Regions from separate parts of the Aedes aegypti genome. Here region 1 is linked to region 2. The links are chromatin contacts, called in public Hi-C maps. All regions are on one chromosome and are shown on one strand. The core of a region is the stretch at or near the end of the contact, and the rest is flanking DNA. Distances in the headings are between cores, read along the strand shown.

What was found. Hi-C and Micro-C count contacts between places; a contact is called where the count stands out from the background.
Region 1: a contact with region 2 is called in a Hi-C map of whole pupa, with 2.8 times the contacts expected there. The contact joins two enhancer-like sites. A contact is called at or near these places in 2 of 2 Hi-C or Micro-C datasets (whole body and whole pupa).

What each region holds. Positions count from the first base shown.
Region 1 is chr3:18,277,547-18,283,377 of AaegL5.0, reverse strand. No RefSeq gene overlaps it. Among protein-coding and RNA genes, the nearest start is that of Trnas-aga, 16 kb to the right of the region's middle. Within about 2 kb of position 4,382, at least 3 of the 3 cell types and tissues checked have open chromatin away from gene starts, as enhancers often do.
Region 2 is chr3:18,230,456-18,236,171 of AaegL5.0, reverse strand. No RefSeq gene overlaps it. Among protein-coding and RNA genes, the nearest start is that of LOC5569398, 24 kb to the right of the region's middle. Within about 2 kb of position 2,036, at least 3 of the 3 cell types and tissues checked have open chromatin away from gene starts, as enhancers often do.

The DNA.
Region 1 (5,831 bases), core at 3,133-5,632, 45 kb before region 2:
GCCGTACGTCGCGCTGGTCAAGCACTCCGGGCATCGCGCAGTGGTTCAAACGGTATTTTTTCCTATGGAAATTTCTCATCGTAATAAACTGTATTGGCGTTTTGAATTGGGATAGCTTAAGGCCCAAAGTAAAAATGGAGCAACTGTCAAAAGTGAAAAAGCAGTTTTCGCCGTAAAATCGACAAATTTAAAAAAATAAAAACACAGCTGTTTCATTTTCAAAATGAAAAGGCTGTGTGTTTTTTTCGATTTGTTGATTTCAAGGGCGAAAACTACTTTTTCATTTTTGAAATTTGCTTCATTTTTACTTGCGCCTTAATTCACCAATTTTGTGTTGTTCGTCATGATGAGTTTTTGCCAACCAAATATTCTGAATTTCAGCTTATATACTAAGAAGTATCGATACAAATTTTGAACCCCATATGTTTAACTGGTCTTCCTTAGTCGAGTGGTTAGAGTTCACGACTACAAAGCAAAGCCATGCTGAAGATGTCTGGGTTCGAATCCCAGTCGATCCAGGACCTTTTCGTGATGGAAATTTCCTTGACTTCCCTGGGCAAAGCGTATCATCGTACCTGCTACGTGATACACGAATGCGAAAATGGCAACTTTGGCAAAGAAAGCTCTCAGTTAATAAGTGAAAGTGCTCATTGAACACTAAGCTGAGAAGCAGGCTCTGTCTCAATGAGGACGTAAATTACGTCACGTAATGCCAAGAAGAAGTATTATGTATACGGTAGAAATCAAGACCAACATTTATTTATAATTATTGTTTTCTCGGGCCCCGTTCGTCGCAGCTAATATGTGTATAGTGCGCTGTGTTCATAAAAATCGTAAGAATGCAGCGCCACACTAAAAAACTGATTTCAAAATGCGGCGAGTTGAGGCGCGCCGCGAGTCTCACTGGCGCGATCCGGTTTGGTGGCGGTGCGACAATATATTTAACGATCAAGGCTCCGTCATTATCGAAACTTCAACAGCAGATTTGACGTAGGACTACGTCTTTGTTTTCTATATTGGGGTGCACTTTAAAAGTACGGAAAATGAGACATGTAACGAAATTAGGGGAGATTTTGAACGTTAATAAAAATTTGATAAATGTTGACCCCTTTCTTATCCAACCAATCACGTTCGAGCATTTTTCGACGGTATCGCTTCCCACTATAAAAAAACGGGTCCCTGCTTCTTCCCTCAGTCTTCTTTTTGCGGTCGGACTGTGAACACGATCAGGCGAGTCATTTTCGCTTTGCTTTTGCACCCGCGTCACAGTCCAAGTTTTCAAGAGCGAGAGTGAAAGAAGATGTAAATATAGATAAGTTTAAAATAGATCGTATCGGTAAAGAAGCAAAGAAGCTACAGATCAACTGATTCCGGCACAGTATCGGCCACGAGCACAAAGTGCTTAAAAAAAATTGCGACATGTTTAAAATGCTTTTGAAGAGAAATTCTGATTGAACAATTTTCATCATTTTGACACCCATCCATCAGAAATTCACCTTCATACTAAAGAAAACTATTGATTATCAATAGTGAACTATAGAATATTTGGTAAATGTCAAGCATTCCAACTATTCATGTTTGATCAATTTCTCACGCATTATCATTTTCCGCAATTTTCAAGTAATTCTTAGCCCAACACATTATTGGCACATATCCATTTCCCAGATTGATCGACTAGAAGAGAAGAGCACGAATGGGAGGAGCATCATTTGCTTATCTAAGAGTTTAAAGCTGGATTCGGTTTCATTCCATTTTCACTTTCGAGCTGGTAAGAGCTCTTTCGAACCTGCTTAGCGAGGAGCACCAGGCAGACAGAAGCCTGCTGAGCTGTTGCTCAGCGTCTAGTTTGTGAAATCGCTCAAGATTTCTGGATTGACCTGCGCTTACAGATTCCGGCTCGTGATAAACTCACCATCTGTGGTGCAGTCAAGAGTCAAGCCCGTTAGGCATCATAACCACTCTTATTGTGCAAATCGAGCGTCCAGCCTGTGGTATCGCTCAAGATTTCAAATTTAAGCTACGTTTTAAGATTTCGACTTCAGCCGTGTGATCTAATACCTGTTGCTGATGTGTGCCATCCACACCACAAAACAATCAGCTGGTTCGTCTTATAAGCAGAGAACTTATTCAAATTTATACACTTGCGTTAAGGATTCTTCGTTTAACCATGGCAATCAACTGATAACATTCTGTAGTGCGATTCATCTATGACAGCATCCGAGCTAACAAAACCTTTGGCTCTTTTCAGGGCCACCAAATGTGCGTAAAAGAGTTAACAGAGTAATATTTCCAACTTTATTTATCACATTGCAAAGCAATGAATAATATTTCTCTCAAACCATAAGATCAACAAAGCGATGACTGAAGCTTTCATTATAATCTTCGAATAACTTACTATAGACAAATTGCTGTTAAATATTGTTTAATTAGAATTACTTAGAATTCACTTCAGCATGCTGAACAAGCCTCAATCACTACTGTTCTGTCCAATGCTACCATATATTTCGTAGGAGGTTATTAATATAATTCCAAAATGATCATACAACCTGAAGTGAAATTTCACATTTTCATAGATAAATATGACGAATTCATCGGATAAAGATAATGTATATTTGGGACATGATTAAACGTACACTTGGCTGCAAATCGTTATATGCATAAATATTTACGAAATTTTTGAGCACTTAAAACAGTATGGAGTCAAAACGAGCAACAAGAACTACATCAAATTCAGTTAAATTAACCATCGTGGTCCTACGTCACCAGTTCGTACAACCTCATAGGGATGTACCCTTATAGTTTTTCAAGCAACCCAACAATAATGTCAGCGTCATTTCATCCACGGTTACTTTAAAAAAAAAAAATCAAAAAAATCCTCGTGTTGTTATTCGAGAAAATCCATTAAGAACTTTTCAAAAAATTCATCAAATTTGACCCTGTGTTTGATCATGAAGTTCCTCTAGATTTATTTCTAGGAATTTCACCAGAACTTCAACGAAGAATTACAACTGTAGTTCTTCCAAACATTTCTCTAAAAATCCCATGGAGTCTACAAAAGTTTATTTAAGGTTCCATACTAATTTAATCTGCAGCAGATTTCCAAAAATTCCTCCTACACATTTTTTAAGGGGTTCTGTCCGATGTTTTTCAAGGAGTTAGTTCAGAAAATGGTGCAGGCTATTATCTCAAGATTTGATTGATTCTTTTTCTTTTTCAATCATTCTGACAATTTAACTAGAAACACTTCTAAAATTTTCTCAAGGATCTATGAGTTCTTCTAGTAACTCTTATTCATCAAGGGTGATTTTAAAATTTACACAAGTTTCATTAGAGATTACTTGATAATATGCTTTAGTAATACCTCTCGCATGTTTTCTCAAATTTTTGAAAAATTCCTGGAAGAATACTTGGACAAATCTTTAAAGACTTCCTTGAGAAATCTTAAAGAATTACTATAGGAATTTCTGAAGAAATCTTCGAGTAATTCGAGTAATTGAGATTTTAACTAGGAATGCTCCCAAAGATATATCCATCTTTAGAGACATTCCTAGTTAAAATCTTAAAAAAATTAAGAAAAATAATTTTGTCGACAATCGATCATTTTCATCATTCTTTCAGTTCAGTTCAGTTCTCCAAATCTTGAAAATTGTTCGAATTGATGGTTCTAATTTTGAAGCCACTGTGAGACAATGTGATGGATTTTACTAAGGTGGCGCAGATCATTGAAGCGTGCCAATAGTTCTCTCTTTCATTCTCCCGCTGTTCTTATGCAGCGCAAATAGTGACGTCACTATTTGCGCTGCATAAGAACCGCGGGAGAATGAAAGAGAGAACTATTGGCACGCTTCAATGATCTGCGCCACCTTAGTAAAATCCATCACATTGACTGTGAGATGCTTGCCTTCTCGGAAAGGTGCCGCTGCAGTGCGCATTCGCTCCGCTTCGACACCGACGATGAACGAAGGATTCGAAGGAGTTCAAATTTAGCGAAAATAATCGCACCACTTTCATAATCACCTGACGACGACGTTGGTCTCCCGCTGCGATGCTACCAGGCGCACTGACTCGCTAGCGATTGCCCCTTCGGAAGAAATCGTTCGTTCCGTTCCGTTTTAGTAGGAGAAAATGCTCCTCCGCTACTCAAAAGTGCTTACGTTGTTTAAGGGAGTGGGTAGGGGGAGGAGAAAGCCAACAAAGTTAGGGGTACTCAACAAAAGGGTGCATACAGTGTAAAGAGAGGTGGATAGAGTGCTCAAAAACCGAATGAAATTTTGATTTGGTGATGGAAGTCATCGAAAACGGCAACTGTGCGCAATCAATTTCGCCTCCGTGTGGTGCTGGCAGGGATCCATTTTTCTTTGACCACCACTAAACTCGATATGTTGGGCATGGGAGAACAGTTTCTCGAGGAGGTAAGCAGAATGGTGAAATGTTACTAAGAATGTACTAGTGTTGGGAAGTATTGCGATTGCAGTTGTAAATATATGCAAAATTTCAATGATTTTAAATTGGATATTTAGCTACATATACACACACTTAAATTATGAAGAGTTCATCCAACAAACCTTTTTGCTGAGTTCATCTCTTGAAGCTTGTTAATCTTATGATCATATTTTGTCGATTCAACAATCATGATTTGCCAGACAAACAATGATGTTATTCAATTCAACCAACAGCAAAACTTGTCATTTATTGTAAAATATATAGTGTAGCAACAAAAAAAACATTGCAGCTTGCATATGATAAAATTTGTAAGGAAATTTTTATCACAATTTCTCAATTTAGCATCGATAACAATTTCACCCTTTTTAAAAAGCGTGATAAGGTTGAAGCAAACATTGAAGTACTCGGTTCGATTAGATTATTAACTAATGCATCGATCACTAATAAGAAAGTCATGCACAATCTTCGACCTGGCGGCACTCGTGGCCATGGCAAAAACATTTCACCCCTACTTTGAGGAGAAGCAACCTATCGCGTAGCGTTTCACTTTCTCTCGGTCTCCAACCCTGGTAGGCATTGTTCATTTCATACTCTCACGCTTACGCTGATGGTCACAGTCGTTGCGCCGCCGATGTTCGTTCGGTTCTTACCACGCCTCCAATCTCCATGAAGCGGAGAAACTTCAGCGGCTGCAACAAATGTGGTGTGACGGGTGTGTGACACATGCGTGCAGCACATCACCGGAGGCGTAGAGGGCAAAAGAGTCAGTTCGGCCGTAGCACTATGGGCGATCCAGGTGGCCAATAATTCTGAGGTTTTTCTGTACATCATTCCTAAACACTTCTATTGAGATAATTCTGAAAAGTATACGCTGAATAAAATTTACTGGATAATCAGAATATATACAATGATCTTTATACACTGTTTGATCACTGATGAACAACTGTGAGCATTCCTCGTATCCTTAGTGTAAAGTGCATGTCGCCCAACTTCATTTCCATTGATAGGTAGTGAAGTATCGATTTCTGTACAATTCTTGTTTTGATTCTTAATACATTAATGGAAATATATAGTGCGATAAAAGGGCCAGCTATTAACACCCTTCATAGAGACTTACATCTTAGCGAATTCATGTCTCTTATCGAACATTTGAGTAAAATAGATATAATTTGGGAAACACTTGCCTGCAACAAGAACTTTGTTTATTTAACTTGAATAATATAATTTTCAGGACACTTCATCATAGACAAAAAGATAAGACTCCATATATTCGCATCATGGGCTGAAAGCTTATTGAAAAAGCTCTCAGAAAGACAAAATAATAGATAGAACTGTACTTGAACATGTGAGAACTACTCATAAAAAAAATGTTTTTTATAGACTTTTTT
Region 2 (5,716 bases), core at 787-3,286:
CAATTTGCAACAAATTTCCCAAATTTTTACAAGCCTCTTGATGGTTTCTATTTGCGTTATCTATAACAGTGTGACAAAAATGTGATATCTCGCGTAAATTTAAAAAAGACCTATCTAACAATTCACACATTTCGAGAAAATCGAGCTAGAAGGTATATTATAATAGAAACATTCATGTTTTGAGCATGAACTGTAGCAAAGTTTTTTTTTCAATCCAGTCTCAATATCTGTCTGTCCAAAAATAACAAACTTTTGTTATACGTTTGAATAAATTATGTTTTCTGTTATGATTATAGGACGAAGCCACATCTTGAATTTTCAAGAGCACAAGTTTTGAGAACCAAACAGCGCTCCGAATTGTAAATTTATCCGATTGGTCACTACCAGCAAGCAAGCAATTTGATCGATTTTCAACGGGAACGGTTGTCGGATTCTCCAGCCTTGTGCACTTGAAAATTCAAAGTTTGGCTTCGTTTTACAATCACCTTAAGTATTTCTTTCCTTTGCATGTTTCGGGTTTTTTTAAATTATCGATCTTGTGGTTATGTATGGTTTTGTCACATATTTCATATAGAACTTTAAATAACTAACAATTGCCAAAGGAAATCTTTTCTCTATGAAATGTTTAAAGATCAGGAAGGGTTACAGTACCTGTTATTTTAATTTATTTCAAATTATCGATTTTAATGAAAATTATCAACGCTAAGTTTTCATTTTCTTTTTCTATTTATTTTTCTTCCTTAAACTATGAGGATGCTCGAATTTTCTGTCAATGTGGCGAAATATTTTATAACTGCTTTTATGATCTTTTGTTACAGATAAACAAAGCTAAGCACTACAAATTTAAATGACGGCCTATTTCGTCTTAACATATGTAATGTAATGCAATGTTCGTGAAATAGTTGATGCATAGTATACTGTGAAGTTGCTGAAAACGTTTTAAATTAATTAATGTATATCCCGCATTGGAGGGATATATCTGGTCACTTCATTGTAATTACAATATAACACCAATAGAGTAATGGATGGAGCTAATAATCGTTTCGTTATAGTTACAGTAACCGTTACGGTCATAGTACCGTAATAAGTGAAACGTAAAGCACACCGATTTTGCGGCCAACGACAGGCCAAAAATGCACTGTCAATAAGACACGAATGCTCCTCTATCGACACGAAGCGTGTACAACGTGGTAAACTGAAAAATGTAACTCGCATCTCACTGATATTCTACCCTGGCACAACAAAACCGCGAATGACGCCCTTGGTATGTCTGAACTCTGAAGCGCAAACCAATTTCATCACCCTCTACGCAAACGAAAAACGCTTCACTAGCGCTTCGGGGCGGGACTGATTCGATTCGCGCGCGCTCTAGTTTGTGACTTGTGAGCATCTTTTCGAATGCGCCTGGTACCAGGCTCACACACCTCGAGCTCGAGCTACCCGTAAAACAACACGCTTGCAGTCTTGTGAGTGGAGCGCGCGCATCACGGCACCAAGTCGGTAAACGGGTTTCGCGCGTAAATTTCATAATTCCCTACCAGGGTCACAGGAACGTGGGGAAGGCAACTCGCACCTATAAAAAGTTCCGGCGGCGGCAAATCCCACGCCGACCACACGACTGTGGCACTGTGCAATCAGGCAAGAGAGCAGTCGTCGTCACGTTTTCGTCACGTCATAAGATTCTCTTTTCTGATAGGATCGCAGACCCGGAAGAGCAACCAGACGGGTGGTTACAGACAAACGGTGCACTAAGGAATATTTTATGAATCCAGCTGGTCAAAAGTCATTTTTAAAAATCCATCAGATTTCAATATATATATATAGGGTTAATCACAAATTAATGCACGGTTAAGTGAGCAACGTCAGTAATTTGGCTGTCAAATATGTCAGTATCCCTTGAACTTAAACTGAATTTCGCTCAAAAACCAGCAAATATTAGATTTCCTATCGAATTTTGTGCGACTGGCACATTGTGATTACGGTAAGCTGCCAATGAAGAGCTTCTGGTGGCGATTTTCAACGTGGGATCCCAATACGTGGCCAACACACGCGCCACTGCCTTGACGGTGATTTCAAGTTCAATATCACTGGAAAAGTGGTGCGAGGACGCGGTCAAGGAAACAACAGTCTCCGTCTTTGAACGGGAGACCCTCGCAAACCCGTAGTATGACCGTGAGCCACTTTAGCAGGGATTTTTTGTTTCACTTTCGTTTTCTTGTTCCTACCGTCGGGTAGACACTTGCCAGGCAAACATACCGTCCGGAGAGGCGACTTTATGGTCCGTTTGCACTTAAACAATGACATGGCAATGTCCTTGGATGGAAAACGGTCGTCTGCACCAGGGTTCGATGCGCAGAAGAGGCGAACCCCGTCGAGAGGGCAGTCAACTTTAGTCTCCTCCCCCGTCGCCGCGACGGCACGCCATCGAAGCGTGCTTACGCTTGTGGACGGACGGACGGGTGTTTGCCCATTCATAACGGTGAAGACTGCGCTTAGGAGTGAATGAGAAAGTAAATGTGTACTTTCGTTGCATTCGACATTACACACATTATTTGTGGTCACATGCAACATTAACAATAATAATATTGTGCACCGGGACTTGTGACGTTACTGTATGCAAAAGTATACATAATTATATTTTGATTAAAATAAATTTGCATTTCAATAAATTTCTTATGTATTATTTATATGAGAACAGATGTTATATTCACTGAACACAACAACATACAAACAGGCGTAACACAGAAGAAATTCCTATCGTCCACTCATTCAACGATAATTTCTATTTTCTGAAATTGGTGATTTGACGTAGGATTACTTGGGTCGTTATAAATTCCGCATCAAGTTTAGATAAAAACATTTGAATCCAAATTATAGTTTTCAATGTAGATTTATGTACATATGAAATTTTAGTATATGTATATTAGAGCTTTGAAAAAAACCAGTGACTCTATTTTTTTCATTAAATAGCGTTTGTATTGGATCGTACAAGCGGTCCCGATATTGTAAACGTAAAATTCATTGTCCATTTATTCATATCTAAACTGAAATTATTAAATTTTTATGATGCCGATTCATCCAAAATTTTGGTGATATAATCTTTCTACTTCCGCTTTTATCGACTACCGACATCGAACTGAGAGGATAGTATTGAATATAAGTAGAAATTTTCCAATGAACTCTAGACCAGACTATAGCTTAAACGAAGAGAAGAGGATGTTTCAGTAATCAAATGAACACTTATTGATCCTTGTTACATTTTGAACCTTGTTGAAAGTGACAGTTCGACACTGCAATTTTCTACCGAACTGTCAATAGCTGAACAGTTAGATAAATTTTCGGGCCTAAATATATCGCAATCTTTAAATATATGTTTTGATATTCATATTGAAGTCGCTTTGACTACTGATAATTTGATGAATAAGTTTGATCCTGTCCTGATATTTTTTAATCCGAATGCAAATCTAATTTTGAGGCTTCCAAAATATCGTCCTCAATAATGTATATTTTTTGCAATTCCGTTGCATATCGACTAATTTTTTATCACCAAGTTGAACAACATAACGGCCTGCTTTTCTTACCGAAAGAAACAATGCTGACAAGTTGTACTTTTCAAAAATGTTTTGAGAGACTTCAACCAAAAATCTAAGTCTCTTCATGTTGTTGCATCTGATTCTATACCCGTTGTACGATCCGGATCCAACACAGGCTGGCAATGCTGATTGGGATCGGATCGTCTGTCTTCAAAATTGAACATTCTTAGATCTGTTTAATATCGATGAAAGCGACAAAATCAGAGTTGCTCGCTGTCACTATCAATGCTTAATATTGGCTGATTTGTACAGGCCGACTGCGATACAAATCAGATCATTCCATATCACATCAACATCATGCTGTCTACTTCATCACCAGTGCATTGATGGTGATAGACTATGGATATCACTGATGGGTTGAATTTAGCTTTAAATTAAGCAGATAAAATGGAAATTTATCAATACGATATTTTTGACAGTGTTGCAGATAGATTGAAACTATGTGTTGGTCACTGAAAAACAATAATAGCAGACACCCATCGTTAAAATTCCAATTTTATGTCACTGATCGCTAGTTTTCGATGCAACTTAAGGGTGGTCCTTTCGGTTTTCTCAAATTGGTGGATCCTGGCTAAACAGTTTGCGAAAAAGCCCATATTTTGATAAATCTTGGGTATTTCTTTACGTGATATGTCTCATATTTCCCTTGGAACACATAGCAAAATTAGTGGCATCTTTTTTTTTTTTTAAGGCACTCCGTGCTCGTGGCCACTACTGTGCCGGACTCAGTTGATCTTGTAGCTTCTTTACCGATACAGATATATTTTCAACTTATCTATATTTACATCTAGTTTCACTCTCTCCTACTCTTTTACTCTCACACCGAACAGGTAGGAGAGAGCTCTGCTATTAGTGAGGCTAGCTGCCTGTGAAGAGGGTCAATTTGTCTCAGTCACCATCTGATACTGACGGAGGATGGATGTGCTCCCTAAAGCACGGTCCTCCGTGAGGCGTCTTCTGGTGGCTGGACGGTTTTTTTTTGTGGAGGGGCTGGGAATCGAACCCATGACCTTCCGCTTATGAAGCGAAAGCGTAACCTCACGGCTACATACCCCCCTTAGTGGCATCTTATAGAGAATGAATATAGCTTTCATTTAAAGTTAAAAAAATGACCGCCATCTTGAATTTTGTTAGAAAAATCGATTTTTCACCATATTCACCGCTCGTTTTGAATCCTGAGATCACCATCAGAAAGCTGAGGAAAAATTGCGTAAGATAGGCTATACAAATTAGGTGAGCAATGGATATAGCTGGGATATAGCTGATATTTAAGGCAAATTGACAAAAATGTTGACAAAAGTCAATAAGCCCTAAATAAAAAAAGTAAAAATATGTGCAGCTAAATTTATCACGATCCCTTAGTTTACATCCTAAAATACCATTAAAAACAAAGTTTAACCTGGGACAAAAAAGTATGGGATGTGTAATGTTTCGATAAAAATCGAATATGTTTTTTTTTCAGTGTAGTCCTCTCATTTACCTGAACAAAAGTACAATTTTTTATTTCAATTTTGTTTTTCCCAGAAAGCTTTTTGAATGAGCTTCCAAACGCTGTATAAAGATATGTAAAATAATATTACGATTTTGCAGTATATTTCATACAACGTATACCTTGTATTTGCAATTAATTCTTTGTTTTTATCAAATCTTCAACTTTAGCGTACTGTATCAATGAACTTACAGAAGATTTTGCTCTAAAATTCCAGGAGTATCCTAATACATGTGTTTATTATGGAATAATGTACAAGAAGAACCTATCAGAACATGTCATATTTTCTATTATTGGCTGCGCACGCGAAAGCACAAGATATTCGCCCTAAAAACCTGGCGAAAACAACTGAAGTTTCTCCCAAGGTCTTATATCAGCAATAGTGGTGCAGGTCACGGTTATATCTTTACATTACAATGGCACGCTAAAACTGACAACGGAAGCCTACCGGAGCTATACGGACATCCTCTAGGTAAATGTGTTACTTCAACTCCTTCGTCAAGTTATGGTACCGTAAAACGGGGTAACTTTGATAGTTTTTTCGAAGAAAACTAGAATATTTTTACATGCTGTTTCAAAGAATCATAATTTATATTTTTAATACAAGTGCTGGTAACCTAGCTTTCGAATACAG